2 separate regions of the Zea mays genome follow, and region 1 is linked to region 2. The links are chromatin contacts, called in public Hi-C maps. All regions are on one chromosome and are shown on one strand. Each heading gives the region's core, a stretch centred on a gene start, on an enhancer-like site or on the middle of the called end of the contact. The rest is flanking DNA. Distances are from core to core; before and after follow the strand shown.

Evidence for each region. Hi-C and Micro-C count contacts between places; a contact is called where the count stands out from the background.
Region 1: a Hi-C map of bundle sheath shows a contact between it and region 2, with 2.3 times the contacts expected there. The contact joins the promoter of LOC100501094 here to the enhancer-like site in region 2. A contact is called at or near these places in 2 of 25 Hi-C or Micro-C datasets (bundle sheath and leaf).

What each region holds. Positions count from the first base shown.
Region 1 is chr1:151,487,153-151,493,095 of Zm-B73-REFERENCE-NAM-5.0, forward strand. It overlaps LOC100501094 (protein kinase domain superfamily protein), which reads left to right and starts at 2,494. Exons shown (of 13, transcript NM_001195915.1): 1 at 2,494-3,293; 2 at 5,459-5,900. The coding sequence starts at 2,887.
Region 2 is chr1:151,331,390-151,337,573 of Zm-B73-REFERENCE-NAM-5.0, forward strand. No RefSeq gene overlaps it. Among protein-coding and RNA genes, the nearest start is that of LOC118476060, 30 kb to the left of the region's middle. Within about 2 kb of position 4,407, at least 20 of the 20 cell types and tissues checked have an H3K27ac peak or open chromatin away from gene starts, as enhancers often do. A contact at or near this core is called in bundle sheath and leaf, where this site is marked.

The sequences.
Region 1 (5,943 bases), core at 1,244-3,743, 150 kb after region 2:
TACCCCTAGCTAGCCCTGGCTACGGGGAACAAGACCGGCGTCCCATCTGGCTCGCCCCGGTAAACAAGTAATGATGGCGCCCCGCATGCTCCATGACGACGGCGGCTCTCAGCCCCCTTACGGAAGCAAGGAGACGTCAGCAAGGACTCGACAGCCCCGACAACTGTCCTTCCGCCAGGCCCCAGCGCTCCTCCGACGGCCACGACATCACACAAACAGGGTGCCAAAACCTCTCCGGCTACCACGACGGCATGTACTTAGGGCACTAGCTCCTCTCTGCTAGACACGTTAGCACACTGCTACATCTCCCATTGTACACCTGGACCCTCTCCTTACGCCTATAAAAGGAAGGTCCAGGGCCCTCTTACAGAGGGTTGGCCGCGCGGGGAAGGACGGGACGGCGCGCGCATAGGCCTCTCGCTCCCTCCCGCGCGGACGCTTGTAACCCCCTACTGCAAGCGCACCCGACCTGGGCGCGGGACAAACACGAAGGCCCCGGGTTTCTCCTTTTACGCCAGCCTCCCTCCGGCTTTCTCCCCCCTTCGCGCTCCGTCTCGCGCCGACCCATCTGGGCTGGGGCACGCGGCGACAATTTACTCGTCGGTCCATGGACCCCCCGAGGTCGAAACGCCGACAATTTTACAGCTTCACAATGAAACAACTTCAACAGATTGGTAAGGCGAGATTCAAGAGTGTTTGGCATGTACATAGACTACTCTAGCTTCCATAATACAATTAATTTGTGTGATTTTTCTTAATTACCCTTGATGATTAGTAGGTGGAGAAAGATACCTAAATCGGTAGGTCATGTAACCAATGACATGGTGGGCAATTTTTGTGCAATTATCATGAGGATGTATGAAAACAGTGTTTTCGAAGCACCCTTTGAGGAGCTTCAAAAGTTTCATGAAATTGACCTCTAGTTTCAGTTTTTTGAAACTAGAGCTCGTGGAGCTGTACCTGTTTGGATAGAAGCTGAAATAGATTTGAAAATTTTGAAGTAAAGCTCTCCCAGCCTAAAGCCAGCTGTTTAAACTATTGTAACTGTAATCATAGAAAAAACACTATATAAATAAAAACCAAACCAAGGGGCTCAAATAGAAACCTCGCAGAAAGCCTGCTTGTCGAAAGGTACACAGTTACTAGCTATGTAGTATTTTTATCGTTCTCTTTTCATTTTTTCATGTTCCTTTTCACTCCATACTTTATGAAGCAGTGTAATCTGACCGACTATTATGTTAGCTCACGGATGGAGCTACCTAGACCAGGCAAGGCTTCCAGACCACAACTGGCTTTAAATTTCACTCTTTTTTATTTTAACTATTTAAAACTAGAGCAAATAAAGTTATACGAGGCATGTCTGAGCTGCGGCTCGAATAATTCGAGTGTTGATTCACCCTTAGGGCCTGTTTGTTTTATACTTAATTCATGTGGATTAAAGTAAATTGAGTGAGATTAAATTCTAAACAAGTCAAAATCCTCCTAATTTCAATTATATCTAATCCATGTGAGGTGGAAATAATTGAACAAGACCTTATTTAAATACATGTCTAGAGTCCAAAAAAGGTGGCTAACCAGAAATTTAGCACATCTTCTTTTTCTTCTACATCATGCTTAGGATCATACTCTAACGGACTCTAAATTTTATACTATAAAATTTAAGAATTAAATCATATTAGGATCATACTCTCTTTCTATTTATTTTTAAAGTTAGCTTAATTAAAGGCTCAAACGAATGCATATGGACATGACTAGATGTTTTGGTCAAAAGTATGCACTTCTAAAGTATAAAATTTATTTAAATCAAGTAGACACCTAAAAATAGAACTACCAGACTCTAGTTGTATCTTTTTACGTTCTCTTCGTTTGAAGTATAATAATTATATCTTTATATACATATTTACCATTTTTATCCAAAATTTATATTTTGAGACGGGAAAAAGAAAAAAAAGGTCACACTAATAACAGACACATGTGAAAAAAGCTGACCAAAATTGTGGCATGCAAGCATGCCGTTCCGGGACAGTTGAGTGGTATAGGCACCCACAAAAGGACCCTACACACCACACGCAACAAAAGCAAATCATATAAATGAGCACCAAAACAGAACTGGCAAGCATAATATAGTATAGATCTAGACAGTTAAAAGCCAAGAAATAATCCCGAGCCTATCCGAAAATTGCAGTGATAGCAGCAACCAATTTCCCAGTTGCCAACATTTTTTCTCGTCAAGGATGACAACACAGGTTGGCACTGGCAGCAAGTTAGATGGATAGGGACAGGGACAGGCGCTGTGTGGATCAACACAACACCCAAGAAAATATACAAAAGAAATTGAAAATTGCCGAAACAGAAAAAATGGGCATAAAATACTTTTTGAGAAGGCTACAAAATATCAAACAAAAACTAAGACCAGATGCATAAAATGCCACCAGGAGACCAGCAAGCAGCCCCGGCAGTTTTTTATTGCCATTATTATTACTACTATTGTATTTTATTCAATCTCCATCTGGATGCGTGTGTGTGACCGGTGAGCGAGACAGATTCCACAGCAATTTGCTCCTCTTCCACGCACAGGCAAGACTGCTCCCCAGAAAAGATTGTAGTTTTCATCGATTTAGCCGGTTTCTGCCCGGGGGGATCGCTGCTGGAGATCTCAGAGAACCGGGAGGCTCCGAGCTTTTGCTCCGTTTGCGTCGAATCTGCCTCGGGAGCGGAGAAAGGAGCGGCCTTCCGAGCTCGTAGGGGCCGTCCCTGAGAAGGCGAGAGGGGACGCGGCGGCGGCGGAGTCAGCTCTAGGGCGCTCGTGGAAGTCGGTGATGCCGGTGGTTTGAGGACGAGGCGGCCTCGGTGGTTTTGAGGAAGCCAGCCTCTGCCGCGGCAAGGATGGACTCCAGCGGGGAGGAACTCCTGAAGAAGATCCGGGAACTGGAGGTTGGGCAGGCGCAGCTCAAGCAGGAGATGTCTAAGCTAATACCCGGCGCTGGGGAGCGTCGGCGCTCGCAATCCGTCTCGCCGCGGCGCGGCGTGCCGGTGCCGCCGCCACCGCCGGCCAAGGCGAAGGCGGGGGCGCCAGGTAGGCGGCTGTCCGGGGGGTTTGAGGGCGGGCAGCGCGCGTGGGCCCGTGGGTCGGCGTCTTTCCCGCACTCATCACCGCTGCAGCGGGAGGGCCGCGCAGGCGCTGGAGACGCTAGCACCAGCGCTAGGCTGCCGGAGAGGCAGTACTCCAGGGTGCTTCAGTCAATGGGGCAGTCCGTCCACATTCTTGACCTCGACGGGAGGATCATATACTGGTTAGATTTCTGGTGCTTCACTGTGTTTTTTTTTATTTGCTTGCCTGCAGAGCTTGACAAATATTCGAAGGAATGCAGTAGTGGTCTTGCTGGTTTGATATGTTGATTATATTCTAGTGCCTGCAATGGAGTAAGTCTTGTGTAATTGAAGCTCTTGCAATAGCAATCCTTGACCCTTGAGCAATTCTTTTGTGTCATTTTGATCTATCAATAACATGTGATAGAGGTTGCAGTGGCGTAGTGCAAATGACAATCTGTTGCACTGTCGGCATCCTATAGAACCCTAGCTACGTAAGGATGTGTCATTACTTTTTTTTTCTCGCAGGAGAACTACGCATCATTATATTGAAAGAGAGAAAGGTCCGAAATGGACCAAAGTACAATGCCATAACAGGCAAAAAATAAAAAAGGAAAAACAGTACAACCTCATGCACTAGGAATAGCCCTGACCCTAGCAAATGCAGCCAGAAGTCCGAGACTCTCGAGCTGCTTCGCACCAGCCATACACCAGCACTCCACCTCATTCAAGAAAAGCCTCTGAATGGTGCTCAATGAAGGGTTGACACCATCAAATACCGCCTTATTGCGATGCAGCCATAAACACCAGGCCCCTAGGATAATGAGACTATGAATACCTTTTCTGATTTGCTTGGGGACTCTCCTTTGCACCTTGTCCCACCAATCCACAAAAGAGCCCGCCTCTCTAGTAGGCGTAAGATGTCCCAACCTCAAAGCTGAAAATATAACATGCCAAAATTGTCTAGCAAAACTGCAAGAGCACAAGAGGTGCAAGATAGTTTCCTGCTCTTGATCACATAATGGATAAACCACCGGGTGCGGTAGTCCTTTCCTCTGAAGTCTATCCGCAGTCCAACATTTATTCCTTATTACCAGCCAAACAAAAAATTTGCATTTGGGGGGTGCCCACGACTTCCACACCCATTTCCATGGCTGGAAAGAAATAGCTCCCATAAACAACGCCGAATAACAAGATTTTGAGGACAATACTCCAGAGCTCGAGTGCACCCACACATGTCTGTCCTCCTCCTGATTAAGCACCACTCCACTTAAAGCATCCCACAGCTGCAAATATTGCTGTAGACCAATCAAAGATAAATGATTCACGATATCGCAAACCCATTGCCAATTATGCAACGCCTGAGCAACAGTTCTCGAATTAAATGGCCTGCTACTCACCATACTTACAACTTCAGGGCCAAAATCATGTATCCTCTGCCCATTCAACCATCTGTCCGACCAGAAAAAAGTATTGGTCTCATTCCCAACAACAGAGACCACCGAAGATTTAAAAAATTGTCTAACTTGCTGCTGCACGGGGATACTCAAACCAAGCCAACACATTTCAGATCGTCCTCAATGGGTTTAACAAAAAGGACCACATCATCAGCATAGATAGAAAGCCTGTTACGGACTCTTGCCCCTTCCAAACTATGCAGCAATCCCCTACATTCAGCAGCCCTAAAAAGACTGCTAAGCACGTCCATGATCAGCACAAACAGCATAGGGGAGAGAGGGTCTCCCTGATGAAGACCTCTCCGATGCTTTATATGGATTCCAGGAAACCCATTCAATAACACTTGCGTAGAAGATGAAGCCAACAGATGTGTCATTACTTATTATCTGTGCGAAGTCATAGTAATGAAATGCTGGATGGGATGCCTAGACTTTACCTGGTTCTGGTGACGAGCTTGTACCTTGAAGTTCTACTACATTATTTATCATATTGGCATAACTATAATACCATGTTAAGGCACAAAATGCACCAGTCTATTTGCCATTTTAGCTGGTTCTGGTGACGAGCTTGTACTCTGTAGTTGTTGCTTGCTTGAGGGCCAACATTGATGAGTCACAAGATGCACCAGGAGCTCCCTACAAGATCAAAATTCGTTTTGAGTTGCATTTCTTATGTAAGTTTTGACAGAATATGCACTTTGTGTCATGACAGTCTATTTGTCATTTTTTAAATCTTAAAATGCTGCTGCTTTGCCCTTTAATCGGATAAACATCTTGGTTTGACAAGTATGTATGCTTCTTAATTTTGCTACATAAGCACAATAGGTTCTTCACAAGTGTTCTTGATCCCATTTTGTTCTTGTTTGTGCTTCCTGTTTCACCATATATTTTTTCATTTACTTATTATGTAGGAATCAGTCTGCGGAGAATCTGTTTGGCTATCCTGCATCAGAAGCCCTTGGTCAGGATGCCCTCATGCTTCTGGTTGATTCCCATGACCACAATGCGGTAAATAACATCTTCCAACGTATTTCTATGGGTGAAAGTTGGACTGGGAAGTTTCCAGTTAAGAACAAGCAAGGACATAGATTTTCAGCTGTTGCCACCAATACACCTTTCTATGATGAAGATGGCAGTTTGATGGGTTTCATTTGTGTTTCAAGTGATTCCCGCCAATTGGAGCAGATATTTTGTAAGCCTCCGACCTCTGCAAGGTCCCAGTCAGAATCATCTATGACATCTTGTGATGGGAGTTGCAGCAACACTAGTCACAGAATCAATTCGTTGAATAGAAGTTCTTTTGATTCTAATCTACCCCTGCAAAGCACTTTAGCATCCAAGATAACGAATTTGGTAAGTTGTTTTTTCATTATATAAAACAAAAGTTGTAGATGTA
Region 2 (6,184 bases), core at 3,157-5,656:
CCATTCTCTTTGGTAAGCCTTACACTTCACATGAGCTCCCACCTATGGCGAGTTCATGCACATTATTTCCCACAAATTGTTGAGCGATGAACATATGTGAGTTCACCCTTGCTGTCTCACACCCCCACAGGTCAAGAATAGGTACCACATGATGAGGCGCATGGAGGATGCTGCGATGTGTTCGTGAGAGGTCTAGGTCGTTGTCTCCTAGTCAACTTTGGGTTGCTGGATCGTTGTCTCCATATGATGTAATTATTTATTTATTTTGTACAGAACTCCTATTATATAGTAAAGATGCCACATTCATTTCTGTACCATGAGTCATCATATGTTTAAGGCTTGGTCCTAGCACAATTGGTGATTATTTCGCGCCCGTGTTTTGGACCCCTAAAACCCGGGTGTGACAGAAGTGGTATCAGAGGAATGTTGACTGTAGGACAAAACTTAGATAGAACTGGACAAAACCATTACCTATTTACCTCTGCTACTCTGATTCTTTCTAAACTTTTCTAAATCTTTTCTCATCTATTTCTGCTTTACTCTGATTATTCTTACCTTTTCACTTCTAAAGACAAAAGTGGATTTCACACTTTGAAATCCTGTAGTGACCTTTAGGAATAGGAGACCTACACTTAGGAACAAAATCAAAACTATTTTTGTAAATATTTGTATGCTTGAATGTTTGTTCTTGTGATACATGTCTGATTTGGATCTTTGATCGAGTGTGATGAGTTGTAGAGTAATGTCCATAATTACATCTGCATATACATATAGGCATAAATATAAATAAATAAAATTCATAAGATAACTAAACAACCTAGAATATCCTCCATTAAAGTGTATCTATTTTAAATAGATCCCTCTTAACTTAAAGGATTCTATCTTATCCTAATAGGTTCATCTTATGTAAAAAAATAAAAAAAGAATATCTTATCCTCATAAATTGTTTATAAGATAAACTAGACCAACTAAGAATACCCCACTAGAATATATCGAGCCTAATAGATCCATCTTATTTTAAAAGACTCTCTCTTATCTTAATAGATTCATCTTATCTTGAAGGAATTATCTTATCCTAACCACTTTACTTATCCTAAAGTAACAACCATGATCTAATCCAAATTAATGAGATCTTATCTAGTCTATCTAGTCATAACAATCTAACCTAGATCTGATCTAATGTGATAGATTAATCTAACCTAACGAAGGCTAACCTTAAGTTGAGCTAATCTAATGTAAATTACTTAATAGAAGAGTTAGTACTGATGAAATAAATGAGACTCTACTCCTATAAAATATGTTTTAACTTAATTCACTCTGCACTAAATTAAGAACAACAGACCAACTCGGCCTCGTGAAACTATCTTAAACATCTGATGGTTGCATAACCCCTCTGTTTTAACCTAACATAGATTATGACTTACCTACACCATATAATCCATCCTATCTCAAAAGATTCTAACATATATTAATAATATATGTCCTACCAGGTAGATCTATTTAACTTAAACTAGTCTAATCTAGTTATATCCGATCTAATCTAGACCCTACCTAATCTAATATGATCCAATCTAAAGGGAGTGACTTAAACAAGTTAGTTAATACTGGTAACATAGATTAGACCATATTCCTATAAATGGGTTTTAAACCTAAATTGGTGTCTTAGACCAACTCGTCCGTGAAACCACGACCCAGCCTATGTTATAGGTTGCCCAACCCATTTATCCCAAAAGCGAAGTAAAACTATGTTTAACCTACCTATCCCATGTACCCGCAATTGTTACCCCAACTCAGATAATGGCATCTAACACCATGACGGATGGTCCCTGAATCAGACCCAAGAAGAAGGTTAACCTCGACAATGAAGGATATGAGTAGAAACATATATTCAGATGAATCAAGATCCACCACCCGGAATAAAAGTCTCCCTTACCTAACTTTCCCTTATCCTCCAAATCTTCTCCACACTCACCTAATAGCTAAAACCTGAGTTACCCTTGTTTTCTATGCCACACCTGCTAATGGCATGAAGAATTTTAGGTGTATAAAAATATACTAATTGGAAGTTCTACTTAGATAAAAAAATACAGATACTAGAATTTCATACAGATAAAATCAGCTTGATATGCTTAACTAAATGATATTCTTAAATATGAGTATAAAATCTAATGTGATATAAGCTAATATGATCCAATCTAGTGAGAATTACTTAATGCTGGTACAAAAGGATAAGGTCATACTCCTAATTCACTAAAGCCTAAATTGGTGACTTAGATCGACTCGGCCATACCCAACCACTTGACCTACATAACAGGATACATAACTAATCCCATCTAGCATATAGCTGCCTACTAAACCCTCTGCCTAGTTGTTACCTACTGATCTATCTTAATCTTTTGTCCCAAACCCGGATGGAGACACCAAAGCTCAAGTAGGAAGAGATCAATCTTATTAAAGAGAAATATGAGTCACGCTAGACCCCAAAGGAAGCTAGATTATGCCATAGTACACTCATTCCATATGACCTACCCACTAATCATCTGTTCTTATCTACAAGTCATCTTAATTATATATCCCTAACTTTGGTGACGATTCTAAGGCCGAAGATCGAAGATGATCGACCTCATCAAATCAAGGTAGGATAAGATTCAAGTCAGATCTTCAAAGGAATCAAGATCCACAATCTTGGATGGAGCCTTTCCTTACCGTACTCTTTCTTACCCAAACATATCTATGCTTTAAACACATCTTTTATGAAGTGGCTATACCCGTATATATACCCCTGCTTTCCTAATCACCTAATAATTTGTGATGTAAAAAAACTTTTGGTATTAAAACCAATTAGAAACTAAAATATAGACTACAAACCAAACTAGTTGCATTCCCTTTCTTATTAATCTGGAGGACAAGATTTCTATTAAGGGGGTAGGATTTGTAACACTCAATCTTAACTTGAGATTTAAGGGAATCCTTTAGATAGAAATAATAATAATAAATATAATCATCAAAATAGGTGCTCTTGAAAAAGACTGAACTTTAGAATTCACCCTCTATGAAGTAAATGCTCATAATAAAATAAGATTAGCTAATCATATCCTAATGAAGATTAGACAATCGAAAAATGTTTTCTATCAGGACAAAGGGATATGAACTTCAGAATATACCTTTTGACTTGACTACACACCCGAAATAATATACTATTGAAATAAATGTGATGTGTATTTCATGTTAAAAGCATTATCTAAAATAAAATAATATAATAAATAAAGCAACTAAATATATTAATATAATTGTTGCACATCATATTGGAGTTTTATTGGTGCACTAAACTTGAACTTAAATTTAGAACAGATTTGAATTCAAAATTGAATTGAGAAGAGAATAGAAAGAAAACAAAAAAAGAAAGAAGGCTACATATGGGACGATTCTGCTCAACCGGTTCACCTCACCTTGCCAGCCCAACATCTGCGTCGCACGCATCTGTGCCACTGCCGGCCGGGGCTCACTCGCCAGCGTCCTTCCCTTCTGTGGCGCTCCTGTGCCTGTGGTGCCTCTCTCTGTGACTGGCGGGGCCCATGTTGTCATCCCGATGCGCGCTCAACTAACACCCGAGGTCCGGTCGTGGATCTCCGTGGATCTCTGGCGGTTAGTTCGAGTGGTCCTGTGTATAAGACTGTGCCTGGGTGCGCATCTGAAGCCAGATGAACTCCACGCTTGGGTCGTGCGTCCTAACCCCTTTAACCTCATCACCGCCTGCTTGGGGAAAGGCCCGCCGTTGGCTCTGCTCTCGCCATGGCGGTTGTGGAGCCGAATTGAAGCCCTTGGACAATCGGTGGTGATTACCAAAACTGGCCACAACCTTCCACTGCGGGGAAATCCACCGTGAGGCCACTAATTTCTCGCCGTCGTTTCCCCTCCGCCGTGATTTCGCCTTGTACGTGGCTGGCCGCAACCAAGCATTGACTCATGGTAAGAAGCCTTCCTCTCGAATCACCTCGTCTTCCTCTGCGTGTAGCACGGGTTGGTGTAGGATTTGGGGCCCTGTCTCCGTCGGGCGGGGTGTGCCGGCGAGTTGCTCTGCCGCGGGGTGCTGTTCACCCCCGCTCTGCCGCATCGGGGTGGGGAAGATGTGCCGGGACCGCTGATTTGGTCGCCAACGGCCATGATCAGAGCCAGTGTGCAGTTCGGCCAAATCTTATGTGGGTCATCTGTTTGCTGATGGACGTGCGTGATCGGATGATGCGGGGGTGAATTGGGGACCCTAGATCAGGATATGTGCGGTTAGGATTTTAATAGTATGATTTTGAATCGCCACCGTCGGTTGGCAATCCTACGGGGGACATTCCATACCGGTTCGTTATGTGGACCTATTTAACCGCAGCCATGGGATCTTGATCCAACGACTCACATCACGTACCGGTTCGCTAGGGTAGTCCATCTAATCTGGGCCTTAGATCCTAAAATGGATGGCCTAGAGCCGAGCACGTTGAATCCGCGTGGTATTTTTGCAGTATGGGTCCTCAGGGTTTTCCACAATTAACCCGCGATCCCTGATGGTGATGGAATCATTTTAGAAAGGCCCTGAGTTTTGTAGGTTAGACCTTGGTGAACTCAGAAATTGTGTCCGCCATCCACCGGTCTGGTAATCTCAGAGAATAAAATCTAAAATGATTTTTAGAATGAAAATAAATATGATAAACTTAGGAAATTCATAACTTTCTCGTTTTAACTCCGATTTGACTCATTCAAATTGTGATAGATTTGTAATAAAGTTTACTACACTATGACAAACATCCCGTTGTCATATCACTTACTCTTTTAGTTAGTTATTTAATTACCCTATCTATATAGTAGATTAATATTTTATCAAAGTAGTCCGACTATGACTATTAATAACTATCGAATGACCTCTAATCAGGTTATAACCTATATTAAAATTGGAGTTAGTTATATCTTTTCTCACATGATTTATTTTAATCAACATAAAATATAGTTTCATTGATTAAATCACCTAAATCTTGGAAAAGCCATATCTTTGTAACCGTAGCTCCGAATTTAGTGATTCTCGAACCCACGATCTCGTAGCATCTCATAGATTATTATTATTCAGTTTGTACTTATGTTTGATGTGATGTTAATTTTGCCTATATCATGTTTGTCTGTATTGCTATGACTAACAGTGAGGTCACGAGTCACCTGAAGAGCAAGTTGGTACCTGGAATCTCAAGTCCCAGGCAAGTTGAGCCCTTGACCACTTTTATTACCCAATAATGTTCTTTATTATCACTTATTCATGCATAGGCTTAATTTTGATGGGACCCAATAGGTCACCCTAGACTGATTATCTTGTTACCTTGTTTACCCCTGAACTATTTGGATAGTTTTTGCTATTGCTCTATATGGTTTTGGGTTTAATATTACATTATGTTCATGTTCCAATTATACTATTATTTTATTTATTATTCATGTCAAGATCATTATTTTTAATTGGAACATGGAGCTTAACTTGAGAAACATGTGCCACCACAAGGGTGGAATGGGACGCCCTTGGCTGACTAACTAGGAAAGCTAGTGGAGGACTACCTTACCCGATAGGGGCAAGGGCAGTAGGCGTGTAGGGAGGTTCCCGGGTTGATTTTGCTGCGATGGCGGTCAGATGGGGGATTCCCGCATTGCTCTTCCTAGAAAATGTAGCGGGTTTTCTGAAGCTAGTGGAACTTTGTAAAGGCTTCGTAGTGGATCCCTAGCCATTCACCTCGGTAGTTTTTAAGGGTCTAGCTAACCCTAGTGACATGGGATACACGACTTGTGGGTACAGGGTACAACCTCTGCAGAGTGTAAAACTAGTATACTAGCCGTGCTCGTGATCATGAGCAGCTCAGGACTCTCGCATGATTAATTTATGGAATTAAATTCAATTTGTCATATGCAATTCATTGCGGGTGTTGTTATCAATTTTGATCTATTATTACTCTGGTTAGGTATCTACTTGCACTTAGTAACTACTAATAAAATTTTGACCAACTTTAAAAGCAATGCTCAGCTTTAATCATTCTCTTTGGTAAGCCTTACACTTCACATGAGCTCCCACCTTTGGCGAGTTTATGCACATTATTCCCCACAACTTGTTGAGCAAAGAACATATGTGAGCTCACCCTTGCTGTCTAACACCCCCCACAAGTCA